Regions from separate parts of the Oryctolagus cuniculus genome. Here region 2 is linked to region 1. Evidence: chromatin contacts called from public Micro-C data. All regions are on one chromosome and are shown on one strand. The core of a region is the stretch at or near the end of the contact, and the rest is flanking DNA. Distances in the headings are between cores, read along the strand shown.

Region 1 (3,471 bases), core at 425-2,924:
AGTACCTGTAAGCAGGTGCGCTGTCTCATTCGGGGCTAGCTTTCCTATTAGCAAAAGTCCATTAGGCACTCTCCCAAGAAAACCGAGGTAGCTAAAGACTGTTTATTAAGCACAGACTGTCCTTGGAGACAGGTGTGCTACATAAATTCCAGGTGACTTAATTATCTTACCAGCCCGCTGATCCCGTCTGAGGAGCAGTGGTAGGTGTGGGGCTTCAGGCCCACAGCTGCAAATGGGGTTTGGGGACATCTGTTTGACATGCTGCCTTCCCTTTGCACGGTCCCCATTGGCACAGACCCGTATGTCAAAGTGTCCCTGCTCTGTGACGGGCGGAGACTGAAGAAGAAGAAGACCACCATAAAGAAGAACACGCTCAATCCTGTCTACAATGAGGCCATCATCTTTGACATTCCCCCCGAAAACATGGATCAAGTCAGCCTGCTCATCTCGGTGATGGATTATGATCGGTGGGTACAGCTCCCGCAGGGACACGATTCCCCAGCCCTCACCCCCACCCCTTAGGGCTCCTTGACCTTGAACCTTGTAGCTCAGGGTTCACGTGCCCTTTGGCCTCAGATCCGCCTCCTCCAAAGCCAGGCCCAGGAAGTTGAAGAAAGGCATGGATTCTCCCTTGGCAGTGGGCCCGAGCGTTCCTTCCTCTCTGGCTCATGTCCATCAGGGACAGACAGGTCCACCTTTCCGTTCCCTGACTTCCCTTCTTCCCTCTGGCTCTGAGTCCCTTTAAAGTGCCTCTCCATCCTCTCTGTTCCTGCTGCTGTCACCACCCTCACTCCAGCATGGCTGTGCAGCCACCGATTGCCCCCCGCCCCCCCCCCCCCCGGTTCAGCCAGCAAAGACCCACCTTCTAAAGGACCACTTGCTCTCTGCACCTGCCCTGCTCAAGAACCTAATTCTCCCTTCCTCAGATACATTTCTTCTCTTCCACTCATCCTGTTCTTCCATCAAGCCTGGCTCAAAACCATTTTCCAACCACTCAGCCCCCTTTGGCCCCTTTGCTGTAGTTGTCCCCGTAGCTAAAAGAGAGAGAAACCAAGCAACACAGCCTCCGTCCGGGGTTCTTCGCCTAAGTGTCCAGGCATAGTCGGTGCTTGACGAGCATCCTCGAGTGGTGACTGATGCTCTCCATGAGGGAATCAATCACTCCCAGCTGCTGGGGGCCACGGCGCTCTGAGCAGGTTGATCTATTTCCAAATGCTGATGTCTCCAGGGAGGCTGTCATGAGTCGGCCGAGGGAAATGAGTGAAGACGCAAACTCTCCCACTCCCCAGAGTCAGGCCATCTGCCCACCATCTCCCAAGAGTCCAGACGAGTTTCTAACATCTGGCTGTGCTGTGTGTGTCCAGTGGCCCCCTCCAGGAGGCTAGGCAAGGTGTCACTGCTGCCGACACCCCGCTACTGAGCCGTTGTGTTCAGAGCCCGCGGGGCAGAGGCCCGCCCCGGGGCCTCCCTCTATCACAGCTCAAGTGGTAGCCAACGCGGGGACCTTGGTTTCTCCCTCAGAGTGGGCCACAACGAGATCATAGGAGTGTGCCGCGTGGGGATCAGCGCCGAAGGCCTGGGCAGGGACCACTGGAACGAGATGCTGGCGTACCCACGCAAGCCCATCGCACACTGGCACTCCTTGGTGGAGGTAAAGAAATCCTTCAAAGAGGTGGGTGTGGTCGCCTGGCCCTGGGCACGTGTGCTGCATGGCGACGTGGGCTGGAGAATGGCAGTCGGCTGCTGCGAGACCCCCGGCCTTTGGTGGGAAGAGGTCGTGGGGGCCACGTGCTTCTCACCCGCTGTGTCACAGGCATGAAGGGAATGGAGGAGGAAGGCAGAGGCTGCCGCCAGAAAAAGCCCCCCGCTGCTGGGCAGCTGAAAGCAACTCTGAGTTTTTAGTGGAAAACAAGAGCTTCCAAGAAGCCTGCCCCTTGCTTTCACTAAGCCCCTGGGCCTGGTCTGTGCTCTCCCAGAAGGGGTAAGAAGTTCTGTGCCCGTGAGAACAGGAAGTTCCCTGAGGCTCAAGCCAGGCCGACACTTGGCAGTTCTCACGGCGTGCATGGAGAGCACCCAGGAGCAGATTTCTCTCCATGGCCCCAGAGTGTCTGGCTTTCTGGCTAACCCCTGGCAGAGACGTCATGGAGAAAGAGCACTGGGCGGGAGTCCTGAGACTTGGGCTCCAGTCTTGATCCTGTTGGCGTGCTTATAGCTGGAGCCTGTCACTTCTCTCTCAGCTGCAAAGGAGATGTCCCTCTGGGTGACCTAGCCTGCCTCAGCCCCTACTGCACCCTGCCAAGGTCAGATCCTGGGATCTGTCACCTCTGTCGTCCCCAGGCCTGCTCTTTCTCAAGTGGGTTGGGGCTCAGGGTGGCCGGACGAGCCGTAAGCCTCATTTTCAGCATGTCAGACCCCAGTCTGTATCCTGCACAGCTGGGGGATCACCCCCTCATTCTAACAGGCTCCACACCTATGAGTCTGCAGAGTGTGAGAGAGGAGGACCCACGAAAGCAAAACAGCTTTCTCCCTTCCATCACGTGGCCCCAAAGCCCCCTTGACCACGAGTCCCTGCCCCCAGGACAGATCACTGATGCAGGAACGAGCAGCAATCCCAATGGAGCTACTGGTGCCCTGCCCTCTCGGGGTGGATGGGCCGGTTTCTGACAGTGGGAAGTGTCCCCAGAGAGACGGAGGGCTGAGGGGAGCGGACATGGGGGAACCGTGGCTTCCAGGGAGCCAGGCTGTCTGGTTCACCTGCCCAGGTAGGTGAGAGCTGTCTGAGGCTCCTGCCCCACGGCCTTTTTTGGTGGCATCAAGGAATAGGGCAGCAGGGCAAACCCCTGCCAGCTGCGGCTGGACATTTCTGTGACGGTGTCATAAGGAAGGCCAGTCCCTGGCTCTCGGGCCCCCCGGGGGGCGTGTCCGCCTCTCCCCACCTTGTGACGAAGGCCCTTGGGGCAGTGTAGGTGAGGTGCCCTGGCCAGCCCCCACCTAGACAGGAGGTACTGCTGCGCAGATCCCCAGGCAACCTCTGGCAGCTCACTACATGCAATGCTGCCCCAACCAGGGGCAACTGTGACAGCTGCCACCCTGCCTAAGCCTCTGGAGAGATTCCAGAGCGAGTGCGAGTACCCTGAAGTGCTTAGGGCTAGGGCATGGACTGGGAGCCGAGAGGCCTCTGGTGGGCTGGCAACTCACTGCCAGCTCTGACCTTGTTTCTTTAAAAAAATTTTTTCATTTATTTACTTGAAAGAGTTACAGAGAGAGGGGAAGAGACAGAGAGAGAAAGAGAGAGAGAGAGAGACTCTTCATCTGCTGGTTCACTCCCCAGGTGGCCACAAAGTCCAGGGCTGATCAGGCCGAAGCCAGGAGCTTCATCCAGGCCTCCCATGTGGGTGCAGGGGCCCAAGCACTTGGGCCATCTTCTGCTGCTTTTCTGGGCACATTAGCAGGGAGCTGGATGGGAAGTGG
Region 2 (3,471 bases), core at 498-2,997, 110 kb after region 1:
TGGCCCAAGTCCTTGGGTCCCTGCACTCGCGTAGGAGACCTGGATGAAACTCCTGGCTTCGGATCAGCCCAGCTCTGGCCGTTGCAGCCACTTGGGGAGTGAACCAATGGATGGAAGACCTCTTTCTCTCTCTGCCTTTCAAGTAAATAAATAAATCTTAAAAAAGAACGAAAGAACGGCTACTGAGAGCGTGAGGGGCCTGCTTTGAGACCACTTACCTGTTACCATATCGTACTTCTCGTTTCTTCTGCCCTTGCCTTTCGTCCCAGGGCCTCCAGTCACCTTCTCATCAAACTCCACACAGGGCAGAGCTGGGTTCTGGGTCTCCAGATAGTCAACCTCCCGCTCCAGACGGTCCACTCTGCCGGAGATGGTGTCAGCCTCGGTTCTGAGCGCCTCCCGCTCCTTCTCTGCCACCTCCAGCAGCGGCAGCATCTTGTTCTTGAAGTCCCGCAGCTCGGCAGCATGCCGACTGCTCTGGTCCTGGCACTGGGCCAGGCGCTCCTGAAGGGATGGGGAATCAGGAGAGAGGGCTGCAGGGTTACAAGTCCCAGGCAGGGGGAGGCCCAACCAGGGAGTCAGGAATGCGAAAAAGAACAAACTCAGCCAGGCTTTAATAGCCCATTCCGCCCCCACAGAAAAGAAAACCAGATGTCCAGAGGTGCTAAGTGTGCAACAGCCCAGCTCAGCTTCACCTCGGCCCCTACCCTACCCCTACTCCGTGCCTCCACCCTGTGTACCCTGTGAGCAGGGCCACTGTGCCCTCTGAGGTTCAAGGGAAGCCTCGGTGCATGAAGGCGGCAAGGGCTCCCTCCTCCACCGTGCAGTTCACTTCACAGGGATTAGGATGCTGCAGATAGCACACTGGCTTAAAAAGGCAGGAAGCTGCAGATTCCTCGGGAACCTCAACTCAGCAGAATCATCAGCTCCTCCGGTTGCATCCCCACCGTCCTGGCTCTCATTTCCACTCTGCTCCCTTACCCCATCTAATTCCGTGGGTAAAGCACAAAGGTCTGTTTGCTTTGGAATCCTCTGTGTGGGGAGAGAGGAGGGCTTGTAGTTGGAGGATTCTCTCATCAAAAGACAAAATCTTCTGTAGGTTCTTGCAGCATCCTATCCTGTCACCCCCAGATGCCTAACAAATTGGTCTGTTGAACCAATCAAAGATGTAGAATCCTTCCAGGCTAGGCTAGAAGAGAAAGGAGTCCCTCACCTCTAAGGCAGCTAGCCGGCGTTCCATGTACTCCACAAGGTGGTGCTGCTGTCCTCGAAGGGGTCCTGACCATGACAAAAGGAAGAAGAAGAGGAGAGGAATGCTGGGCCCCATGGCAGCGTGAAGAGTGGGTCGAGAGTGGAAGAAGTGTGCACTCGGCCTCTTCCCCTCAAGCCTGCGGGCTGGCTTTGGAGGCGGGGTGGGGGGCGGTGCCTTCCTTCTGATCTCCGGGTCTCTCTCACTACTCTGGAATGCTTTCCCAGTTTCTTCACAATCCCCACCCCCTCCTTTTCCGCCTTGATTGATTAAACACAGATGGCCCATTGCACAGCAGCCAGGAGCCTAACCACCTCCCGCACAGGCTGTAGGCGCCCCAAGAGGGAGAGGGGGGAGAGGGCGGAGAAGGGGGGGCAGGCGGCCTCTGGGCAGTCACCCAGAGGAAAGAGCTGGCTGCAGGAGGCAGGGACCCCGGAGGAAACAGCAAACTCTCCCCTCAGTTTCAGAAGCTGACAGCACTCCCTCTCTCACAGGAACAAAATGGACTGTTTTCTGCCTCCTTCAGTGTAAGCTGGAAGTGGGGATGGGGCGGGGGATGAAGTTTGAGGGGAGGAGGTGAAGAGCCAAAGTGGTCAAGTTTAACTTTTTCTGTAGCTCACTGGCGCCATCTTGTGCCAAGCACCTGGTGTTCTCTCTCACGATTAACAGCATCAAGGCTTGGACTCCACCCCATGTGGAAAATTTTCCACAAAGCCAGCCAAGGAGACTGAAGTATAATGGCTTTCATCATTAAAATGCAGATTTCCCCACAGACCACTCAGTTACTTAGAGGTCCATGCCAGTGTCTGACTCTCTCTCTCTCTCTGATTCAGCCCCAGGAAGAGAATACAGCAGATAAAAACAAAACAAAACAAGGTTATCAGGTCACTAAAAAATCAGTAAACTAACTTGATTTTCTGAATGTAAGAATGACAGCACAGCCATGTTACATGTTTTTTGTCTGTCGGCTTTTTGCCTGAAGACATTCAGGGATATTCTCTTACCACACTGAGAAGCATTCACACCAATTTACATTAATTTATTAACAGGGGAAAACATCTGAAAAATATGTGTACTGCAGTCTAACTCACAGTCAATGAATCCTCACCTCCCTACTACTGGAATAAAACAGACTACTGATCATTTCTCTCGGCTGTGGTCCAAAGGGTATATCTAAGTGCTTCTCAATTTTGTATCCCAACTAAGGCTGCAGGACCACAAAATGAATTAACAGCCACAGTAAGGAAAACTTGGCCCAAAAATGTGTCAAAGATACCAAATACAGCATTTATTCAGAGACTTGCAGTAATTAATCTAGGTAAATCCCTCTTTATCAGAAGTTTTACCCAATTTAGAATCAAAATAAGTCTGATCAGAGGTGGTCCTTTACTGAAAAGGACCATGCTTCTACCAACGCAGCTTTGGGTGGGGGACTCTTCCTGTGGGGATTCACTCAATAATGCATAGTCCGACACATTAGCCACTGCACCACTGGCCCACCCGACACACTGCTGCCTTAAATGTTTGGTGAAAAATGTCAGGAAGCAAAGTTTAATTAGCCTGTCTCAGAATCCTTCTATCTCTTTCAAAGGGTCAGATTCAGATGGTCCGGCACATTTCCTATGAAATCCTATTCGTTCCCATTATGGAACTCTGTATAAAGAATGCAATTGTGTTTGGTTGCTCCAAAAAGACATCATATGTTGATCCACCATGTACCCCACAACAGAAGTCAAAAATAGTCACGTGAATCAGAAAATTTACCCATTTTATTGATGCATTGCAATTGCTCTACATTTTACCATATTATGTAGAAAATACTGAAAATACAAGCTACTTTGTAAAACCAAAGACAAACATTGAATCCAAAGATAAACTATGTTTTACACAATGGACCCTTTTCCCGTAGTTAGTATTAAATTTTAAATATCTATTTCTTCTGTTAAAATGATTATTTTACATACTCCCTAAGTACGTCTGCGTTACAAACATAGCTCAGTAATTCTCAGAAACTATCTGTTTCTAGAGGCTTGCTGTAAAAGTAAGCGCACAACCAGAAAAGGGAGAAAGCAAAAAAAAGTCTAAATCGCACACAATAACTAGCATATCAAATACATTTAATAAAGTAGGAATTCCATTGCAATATCAAGGATTTGAAGCAGAAATACTAACATTACATATAATGTACATATAATGTACTGCTACATGTAGTGAGATTATTT

What was found. Hi-C and Micro-C count contacts between places; a contact is called where the count stands out from the background.
Region 2: a Micro-C map of ear pinna shows a contact between it and region 1, with 2.2 times the contacts expected there. The contact joins the promoter of OLFML3 here to the enhancer-like site in region 1. A contact is called at or near these places in 2 of 6 Hi-C or Micro-C datasets (ear pinna and psoas muscle).

Annotation. Positions count from the first base shown.
Region 1 is chr7:56,265,882-56,269,352 of mOryCun1.1, forward strand. SYT6 (synaptotagmin 6) reads left to right here. Exons shown (of 8, transcript XR_007923501.2): 5 at 296-467; 6 at 1,522-1,651. Among named protein-coding and RNA genes, the nearest start is that of SYT6, 53 kb to the left of the region's middle. Within about 2 kb of position 1,675, at least 1 of the 8 cell types and tissues checked has an H3K27ac peak or open chromatin away from gene starts, as enhancers often do. A contact at or near this core is called in ear pinna, where this site is marked.
Region 2 is chr7:56,373,011-56,376,481 of mOryCun1.1, forward strand. It overlaps OLFML3 (olfactomedin like 3), which reads right to left and starts at 1,748. Exons shown (of 3, transcript XM_002715753.5): 1 at 1,214-1,748; 2 at 219-504. The coding sequence starts at 1,537. It overlaps HIPK1 (homeodomain interacting protein kinase 1), which reads right to left. Exons shown (of 16, transcript XM_051856145.2): 16 at 3,001-3,471.